Linked DNA regions of Mus musculus: region 2 is linked to region 1. A link is a contact called in public Hi-C data. All regions are on one chromosome and are shown on one strand. Each heading gives the region's core, a stretch centred on a gene start, on an enhancer-like site or on the middle of the called end of the contact. The rest is flanking DNA. Distances are from core to core; before and after follow the strand shown.

Evidence for each region. A called contact is a pair of places that touch in the nucleus more often than the background predicts.
Region 2: a Hi-C map of the N1E-115 cell line shows a contact between it and region 1, with 3 times the contacts expected there. The contact joins two enhancer-like sites. A contact is called at or near these places in 1 of 15 datasets of contacts at CTCF or cohesin (CD8 T cells) and 26 of 484 Hi-C or Micro-C datasets (the AML12 cell line, the G1E-ER4 cell line, the HL-1 cell line and 16 more).

The regions. Positions count from the first base shown.
Region 1 is chr19:30,246,961-30,251,311 of GRCm38.p6, reverse strand. No RefSeq gene overlaps it. Among named protein-coding and RNA genes, the nearest start is that of Mbl2, 16 kb to the right of the region's middle. Within about 2 kb of position 2,296, at least 3 of the 459 cell types and tissues checked have an H3K27ac peak or open chromatin away from gene starts, as enhancers often do. A contact at or near this core is called in the N1E-115 cell line, where this site is marked.
Region 2 is chr19:30,370,322-30,374,672 of GRCm38.p6, reverse strand. Gm36319 (a long non-coding RNA gene) reads left to right here. Exons shown (of 3, transcript XR_386647.3): 3 at 3,020-3,426. Among named protein-coding and RNA genes, the nearest start is that of Gm36319, 23 kb to the left of the region's middle. Within about 2 kb of position 2,557, at least 13 of the 459 cell types and tissues checked have an H3K27ac peak or open chromatin away from gene starts, as enhancers often do. A contact at or near this core is called in the N1E-115 cell line, where this site is marked.

The sequences.
Region 1 (4,351 bases), core at 1,047-3,546:
AAGGAAAGAAGGAAAGAAGGAAAGAAGGAAAGAAGGAAAGAAGGAAAGAAGGAAAGAAGGAAAGAAGGAAAGAAGGAAAGAAGGAAAGAAGGAAAGAAGGAAAGAAGGAAAGAAGGAAAGAAGGAAAGAAGGAAAGAAGGAAAGAAAGAAAGAAAGAAAGAAAGAAAGAAAGAAAGAAAGAAAGAAAGAAAAGAAAAGAAAAGAAAAGAAAAGAAAGAGAAAGGAGGGAGGAAGGGAGGGAAGGAGGGAGGGAGGGAAGGAAGCATTCCAAAAAATAATGCTTCTCATGAAACTTTAAAACTTTAACATGTTATAATGTGTCTATGGCTTAAAAGGTAGCTGGGGCTCTTTTGTTTTTTTAATCGTTTTATCTATTTACATTCCAAATGTTGCCAGCCTTCCAGGTCCCTCTCCAAGAATTCTTCACCCCATCCCCTCTCCCCTCTGCCTTTGACAGAGTGTTCCCCAAAACATATGCCCACATCTGCACCCCCACCTCACCCTCCCCTTTCTTCCCCATCCCCCTCCCCTGGGACAACAAATCTCTACAAGATTAGATACATCCTTTCCTAGGGAGGCCAGACAGGGCAGGCCTCTGCTATATATGTGCCAAGGGCTACTGACCAGCCCGTGTACGCTCTTTGGTTGGTGGCTTAGTCTCTGGGAGCTCCCAGGGGTCCGGGTTGGTTGACACTGTTGGTCTTCCTATGGAGTTGTCTTCCCCTTCAGCTCCTTCAATCCTAAGGTAGTTGGGGCTGTAATAACATCAGATATGCTTTGAAGTTTGTAGTTATAGGACCTTAGGAGTTGTTGGGGATCACACTTTGAGTACATGGCACATTGAAATAAAATAAAACTTATTTATTTACAAGCAAGGTCCTATTAACCACAACTCCAGAGCCATGAGCATCAAGCACAACAGATACAATGTATCTTTTCCTAGATCAAGCACAATACACAATGTATCTTTTCCTAGATACATTGAATAACAAAGAAAATGACAAAGGTTAAACCATGAAGAAATAATAGGAGTATTAGATACTGTATTAGATTCTCAGGCAGAATCTATTTTAATTTTTAAAGGTGGTGGTACTATTTTGCCTTTGATTGTTTATTTGTTTGTTTGTTTGTTTTGCTTTTTGCTTTTATTTTAAGGCACAGCCTAGCTGGGCAGTGGTGGTACACACCTTTAATCCCAGCACTTGGGAGGCAGAGACAGGTGGATTTCTGAGTTCGAGGCCAGCCTGGTCTACAGAGTGAGTTCCGGACAGCCAGAGCTATACAAAGAAACCCTGTCTCAAAAAAAAAAAAAAAAAAAAAAAAAAGACACAGCCTAATCTAGCCCAAGCTGGCTCAGACCTAATGTGTAGCCAAGGATGACTTTGAACATCTGGCCATCTTGCCTTCACCTCCCAAGTGCTAGAATTAGGGGGCTGTGCCACTTCATGCCTAGTTAATGTGGTTTTAGGATTAAACTGAGGGCTTGATGCACACTAGACAAGCCATGTGCCAACCAGGGTTCATCCCAGCCCCTTGGTTGTCCTGTCTGATGAAAGTGTTTCATCAGATAAGGTGGGTCACATCAGGAACTTCAGCATTTGGAAGGCTTAATCAGGAGGATCATACACTTAGGACCAGCCTGGGCTACATAGTAATTTCCAGGCTAGCCTGAGTTAGAGAATGGCAGATTGTCTCAAAGGGTCAAAAGCGGAAGAAAAGAGGGGCAGAAGGAGAAAGAGGGGAAAATAGAGAGAAGCTATTGTTCTGAAATACGTGATTTAAGTTAGGTTTAAGGGGATATGATCTGTGTTTAAAAATAATTCAATTTGGTCAGCAGAGAGAGGCAATGAGGTATCAGTAGAAGTCAGTGAATTCGTCAGGGATTTGGGGGGGTTGGTTTTTGGGTTAAGGGGAATTAGTTTTCATGTTTTTTTCTTATTTCCATTATGTTAATTTTTCCATAATAGAACCTGACCTGAAATATTACTGGACTTATTTTCAGTAATCACAATTTTTCAGTGTCTCCCAAATTCTTTCAACAATTTTCTCTGGACATAAATGAGTAATTTATTATTTTGGAATATTTGTATCTTTCATGTTTCCAATGACGACTGAATTAACATGAACACCACAGTAATTACTTAATTGTCAAAACTTGTTTCCTTTGAAAAGCAGCGATTTGAAGCATGTCATGAAAATAATTTTACTAAAATACATTTCTTGCTACACAGTGAGCTTCTTGCGATGGATTTCCTGGTAGCTTGGGTAATTCTCCAGGGGAAGAGCGCCCTCTGCTGTCTTAATGAAAATTGTCGCCACAACTGGGGCACAATCCGTCGAGTGCCTCCTTGATTGTTCCCAGTGTGAGTCATTTCAAACAAGCATAAGAGCAAAGCCGATGTTGTGGAGATTTAAAAATGAATATATAAATGTTCTAAGTGCTTTCATCTCTTCTATATTCTTTATAGTTTGTGTCTTTCTTTATTCCAAACATGCACCAAAAATGAGAAAACTAATTCTTTTATTTGAAGAAAGAATTCTTTCAGTAAGTGTAATTTTTTAAATTGCATGATAAGGCATCTGAATTTTTGTTACAGTTTTCTTTGGAGGATATGAGTTGGTTGGTGGGTGGGTGGGTTTGATTTTGGTTGTTGTTTTATTGGGGGGTTTTTTGCCATTTTTCCACCTATAATCTTGAGCAACAGGTCAATACATATTTATCAATGTCTGTTAGACGCTTTGAGCCCTGACACAATGAAATAATGTCGATAATTAAAAAGAGCTATCACTGCTGACCATGTTGGATCTCAAAGCATTATACTGAATGCCCATGAACTATACCAATAAATATACAAAGTTGGATTCCTTGGAGAATAAAGTGTATTAAAAATGATACGAAATAAAGCAAAAAAGACATTTGAACAATCCTCTATCACCATCATTGGTATTCTGGTGACACTGGGAGTGGAACTTAGGGCCTCCCCCATGCTGGGTAAGTTTTTTACTACTGAACTAACGCTCCAGTATTCAAGAGCAGAATTTCCATAAACAAAATCAAGACCACTTAGGAATCGTGTCTGGAATCATGTTTAAGCCCAGACAGAAAGGCTCATGATAAACAACCTGGTCAATATACCTCTCTAGAACTAGGGTGGGCCCTAAATTCTTTCAAATCCTCTCCAGTTCTCCACAATGGTTAAGACAGCCACCTTTCTGATGACAGCCCACGCAGACTAAAACCTCACTGTCTAGAGTCCTCAAAAAGTAGAGCGTATAAGCCTAAACTCCACACATACACCTTTCAGCAAACTGTTACTAACCAGTCCTATGCTGTAGGTCTCCCTTATAAAAAGGCTTTCCCAAAATGAGCATCAATACACGTGGATTCTGTTTTCAGGTCTTTGATTAATCTCATCTCTGCTGTCTTCATCTTCCATACTACATACCTGGGAAACACACCAGCGTGGTTTTAGAAACCTTTGTGTAAGAGCATGTGGTTTGTCCACCAACTTCATATCACTATCAGAGGCATGATCATAAGAAAGAAAGAAAAATCTCTAAGTCTCCAGCCTCCTGTTCAAAGCCCCAAGTCACGGAAGCTGTAACTCAGAGGAGTAACGTGAACACATGTGAAGCAAGCTAGCTCAACTTGAAGTGCAGATCAGGCAAAGCGTGGCACAGGGGCGGGGCGGGGCGGGTAGAAACAATCCGCGTGCTTTCAAAGAGGCTGCGGCAGTCTAGGTGGGTGGATAAACTAAGTAGCTATCTGGTAAGAGTGGCCAGAAGGAGGCAGCACTGAGCAAGGCTGAAGGGCCTGAACGATCTGACAGTGGCTACCTACCAAAGTAAATGATTTGGCTCCATGACAATCATTTAGCAGCCACTGTTTGTTGTATTACTTAGCAGTTTCCAACCTGTGGGTCAAGACCCCTCTGAAAGTTGGACGACCCTTGCACAGCAAAGCTACAGTTATGAAGTCGCAATCAAATAATTTTATGGTTGAAGGGTCACCACTACATGAGGGACTGTGTTAAAGGGTCTCAGCTTTAGAGAATTGTGTACTTCTGGGCAGATGGTGGGGCTGTTCACCGTAGCCTAAGACCTGGCTGCGGTGCGGTGCACTGAGTGGCTCATGCAATAAGCTCAGGAAAGCCCGTTTCTGCTCTTGACCCAAGCCAGGGCAAGGCTCCACACGTCACACTAGGTGGAGAAAGTGTGGCTCTTCCTCCAGGAGATCCATAGAAAGAGCTCGGAGCTTGCGCAGTCCTCCTTCTTTACCACAGGGCTGCAGGTTCTGAGCTAGCCACAGCTTCTGAGATGAGCAGGAATTCCTTATATGGGTGCTGCTAAG
Region 2 (4,351 bases), core at 1,308-3,807, 120 kb before region 1:
TTCCTCTTTCATAATTAAATATGTTTCCGATCCTGTTTATTTATGTAAGGCAAGCACAAATCTTTTAGTCACTGTGGCCTGAGGACAGTTCTTTTACAAAAATGAGCTATGATGGGCAGAAGAGATGAGAGTTTAAATTTTTTAGAAAAAGAAGCAGTAGAGAGATGGCTCAAGTGGTTGAGAGCACTGGCTGTTCTTCCAGAGGTCCCAACTTCAATTCCCAGCAACCAGGTGTTGGCTCACAACCATCTGTAATGGGATCTGATGCCCTCTTCTGGCGTCTGAAGAGAGTGACAATGTATTCATATACAAAAAAATAAATCAATAAATCCTAGAGAGAGAGAAGAAGGAGGAGGAGGAGGAAGAGGAAGAGAGGGAGGGAGGGAGGGAGGGAAGGAAGGAAGGAAGGAAGGAAGGAAGGAAGGAAGGAAGGAAGGAAGGAAGGAAGGAAGGAAGGAAGGAAGGAAGGGGAGGGAGAGAAAGAGAGAAGGAGGAGGAGGACGAAGAGAAGAGAGGGAGAGAGGGAGAGAGGAGAGAGAGAGAGAGAGAGAGAGAGAGAGAGAGAGAGAGAGAGAGAGAGAGAGAAGGAAGCAGGAGGAGTAAAGGCCAGAAGAGGAAATGATGAAAAGCAGTAACGAGAGGAGGCAGGCAGCAGACATGTGTCCTGTAAACTGTTTTTTCCTCTGAATTGCTTCAAGGTTTAATTAGTCATAGGCTGCTCATTTGGAGGTTCCTCCACTTCCTTCTTCAGTTCTGGACAACTTGTTTGTATACACATTTGTATTCTGTTTGTCAGCAATCTGCTGGTGTTAGTAAGAAGGGTGAAATATGATAGGAAAGTTGCCTACCAAGGTACCTATGTAAAAGCCAAAGAAAATGCTCTTCAGGAGAGTCAGCTGCATGCTGAGAAGTTTCTTGGGGCTTGATAATGTTCCCATTCTATGCTTGGGCAGTGCTGAGGGCGAGAGGGATTTATTCTTTGTTATTAGGTGGGTTTACACCCTGTTGTTTGGGGTCTTCTTTATTCAGTCTGTGGCTGAAGTTAATTTCAGAACAATATGGGAAAAAACTATCTTAAATATTTTGTTTTAATATCTTTATAATTAGCTTCAAAGCATGCTCGATTCGTGAGGATTAATTATCAAATCTACCAGTTTACAGTGGTTCGGTAGTAGCAGCTCTAAAACGCTGGCCCCAGCTACGACTGTGAAAGCAGTAAGAACCTCCTGCTAATCAGCGCTTAGTAAGACCACAACCAGGCACAGACCTTGGCTATTTCTCTTCAACCCTAGGAATGACTGTGTATCTTTTCCTCCCTCAATATATGGAACGTAAGGTTTTACATTTATTGTTATGTTAAGTAGAGTTACATGGGCAGCAACAGTTGTGTGAAATATCATTGACTTTAGTACTCCACACACCAACACAGTAGAGCTATTACTTAGTGTTCACAAATGTATGCATTAGATATGACCAGCTAATAGGTCTCTGTTTTGTGGGTATTATAACCTGGATTTTATTTACTTTTGTGTTTGTTTGTTTGTTTGTTTGTTTGTTTGTTTAATGTAGGAAAAGAAAAGGCACTAGATAAAAATTACTTGATATTTACATAAATCATTCAAAATTCCAAGGCAAATCAAACTAAAATAAAATGTGTATCTGTAAGTCAAAATGAGAATTTTTTTTTTCAAGGCTGATATTTTCTGGAGGAAAAAGATATCCAGATTCACAAATTTTACAACTACCAAAGTTGGGATAGAAGAGCTGATTTGTCTGGTAGAGAGTCTGCATACAATCTGAGATGGTTCTGAGTGATAAAAACAATATACTTTCCTTGATTTTTTTTTCCAGCACAAAACATCAAGCATGAATTTTAGGAGTAAGAGGTGGGGAACATCAAATGCTCTAGTTCCACAACTTCAAATATCTATCAAGACGCAAATCAACTGAATATGTACAACAAAAATTAAAAATGGTTTCCAGACAAGCCCACTGGAAATTCTTGGTAGGAAGAGAATTGCCAGAATAGCAGACTCCACTCTCCGTTTTCCCCTTGTCTTAAAATGTAGGGGATTAGCAGATTATCTGCCTTGGCCTTGTACCTCACTGGTTTATTTCTGAGTCCCAATATTCATATTTTGACAGAGTTACTTATTTACAAATATTTAATACCACGAACAGGGACAGTTTGAGAATCTAAACAATAGTGTTTATGTATAGTCAGCCTCCCGGTACAACTTTATGGCCCATTTCCCAGCTCACATTTTCTCAGGCAGTTATTTCCTGTGGAGGTTTCTGCAAGTAGTCATTTCTTAGGAGAATGGTAGTTAAAATAATAGCGCTTTTAAAGAATTAGTTTAGTGATTAGGATTGCAGCCGGTGCGTGCATTTCCTGCTATCTGTGAGAATCCAGAAAGCAGCATTCCTTCCTAATCATTGCAAAAACAAAAATTCCTTGTAATTTCTTTTTTTTTCCCCCACTGGAAGACTGATAAGTGATTGGAGCAGCAGAGCGTGGCACTGTGGGGACACTGTGCTTTCAGAGAAACAGAACAGGAAACACACCAAGAAAGGCAACCTTGATTTCCTCAGACAAACTGACAGCTGGCAGATGTATGTTTAGATAGGAGTGATACAATCAAAGGTTTACTGTATCATAACAAAGAGGTCTGCATGTGATCAAGCTTCCAACCAGTCTCTTGCACACACTGTTTTGGAAGCAGTATTATTTATTTGGTTGTAGACGTTGAATGAAAGACCGTAGCTCTTCAGAAGGCCGGCTTATAATGAGGAACAGTTTTGAGAACACACACACAAAAAAATTAAAACAGCCTTCCATTTTAAACCGGCGTAGTGTAAGTTTGGTGCCTGGAAGAACAATGTGATTTTATCAGAATGAACACAGTGTTTATTTATTTATTTATTTATTTATTTATTTATTTATTTATTTATTTGGAAATGCTTACAATGCAACTTCTTTTTTCTTGTCCAAACATTTCACTCTTCCTTACCTATCAAGGAGAAATGTCTGGGACTGGAGAGATGGCTGCATGGCTGAAACCACTCACTGCTCTTCCAGACAACTGGGAGTTCAGTTCCCAGCACCAATGTCTGATGGTTCACAGCCTCCTTCATCTCCGCTTGCAGGGGGTCTGATATTCCTCTTCTGGCCTCTTCAGGTACCAGCACAAATGTGACACACATACACAAAGACACACAAATGCACAAATGAAGGTAAGAATAAACTTTTAAAAAAATTATTACTACTTTTTTTTTTTACAATCCAGTCGTTGTACCCCTCCCAGTCCACCTTACAGTTCTGCATCCCATCCTTCCTCCCCACTGATTCCAAGAGAATGTTCCCCACCACCCTCTAGGCCTCACCACTCCCTGGGGCTTCAAGTCTCTCAAGGGTTAGGTGCATCTCCCCCCACTCAGGCCAGACCAGGCAGGCCTCTGCTGTATATGTGTCGGGGCTTTGGACTGGCTCATGTATGCTGCCTGGCTGGTGGCTCTGTGTCTGATAGATCTCAAGGGTCCAGGTTAGTTGAGACTGCTGGTTTTCCTATGAGGTCGCCCTCCTCCTCAGCTTCTTCCAGCTTTTCCCTAATTCAACCACAGGGGTCCCCAACTTCAGTCCATTTGTTGGGTTTAAGTATCTGCATCTGTCTCTATCAGCTGCTTGTTGGGCTTCTCAGAGGGCAGCCATGCTACGCTCCTGTCTGTAAGCACACCACAGCATCAGTAATAGTGTCAGACCTCGAATCCTCCCCTTGAGATGGATCCCAATCTGGGCCTGTCACTGAATCTCCTTTCCCTCAGTCTCTTCTCCATTTTTGTCCCTGAAGTTCTTTAGACAGGAACAATTCTGGGTCAGAGTTTTTGACTGTGGGATGGCAACACCACCCCTCCACTTGAAGCCCTATCTTTCTACTGGAGGTGAATTCTACAAGTTCCATCTCCCCGCTGTTGGGTATTTAATCTAAGGTCCCTGCCCTTGAGTCCTGAGAGTCTCTCACCTCCAGGTCTCTGGTACATTCTATAGGGTCCCCACACCTCCTACCTCCTAAGGTTTGCCTATTTCCATTCTTTCTGCTGGCCCTCAGGGCTTCAGTCCTGTTCCCCACCACCACCCAATACCTGATCAAGTTTCCCTCTTCCCCTCCCTGTCACCTTTCCTACCCTGGTCCCTGCCTCTCTGCCTCTGGTCTCTGCCACTCCTGTGATTGCTTTCTTCTCCCTCCCAAGCAGGATTGGATATCTTCACTTGGGCCTTCAGCTGGCTTGTTAACCTTCTTAAGGTCTGTGGATTTTATTCTAGTTATTGTGGACTTTTGGGGCCAATATTCAC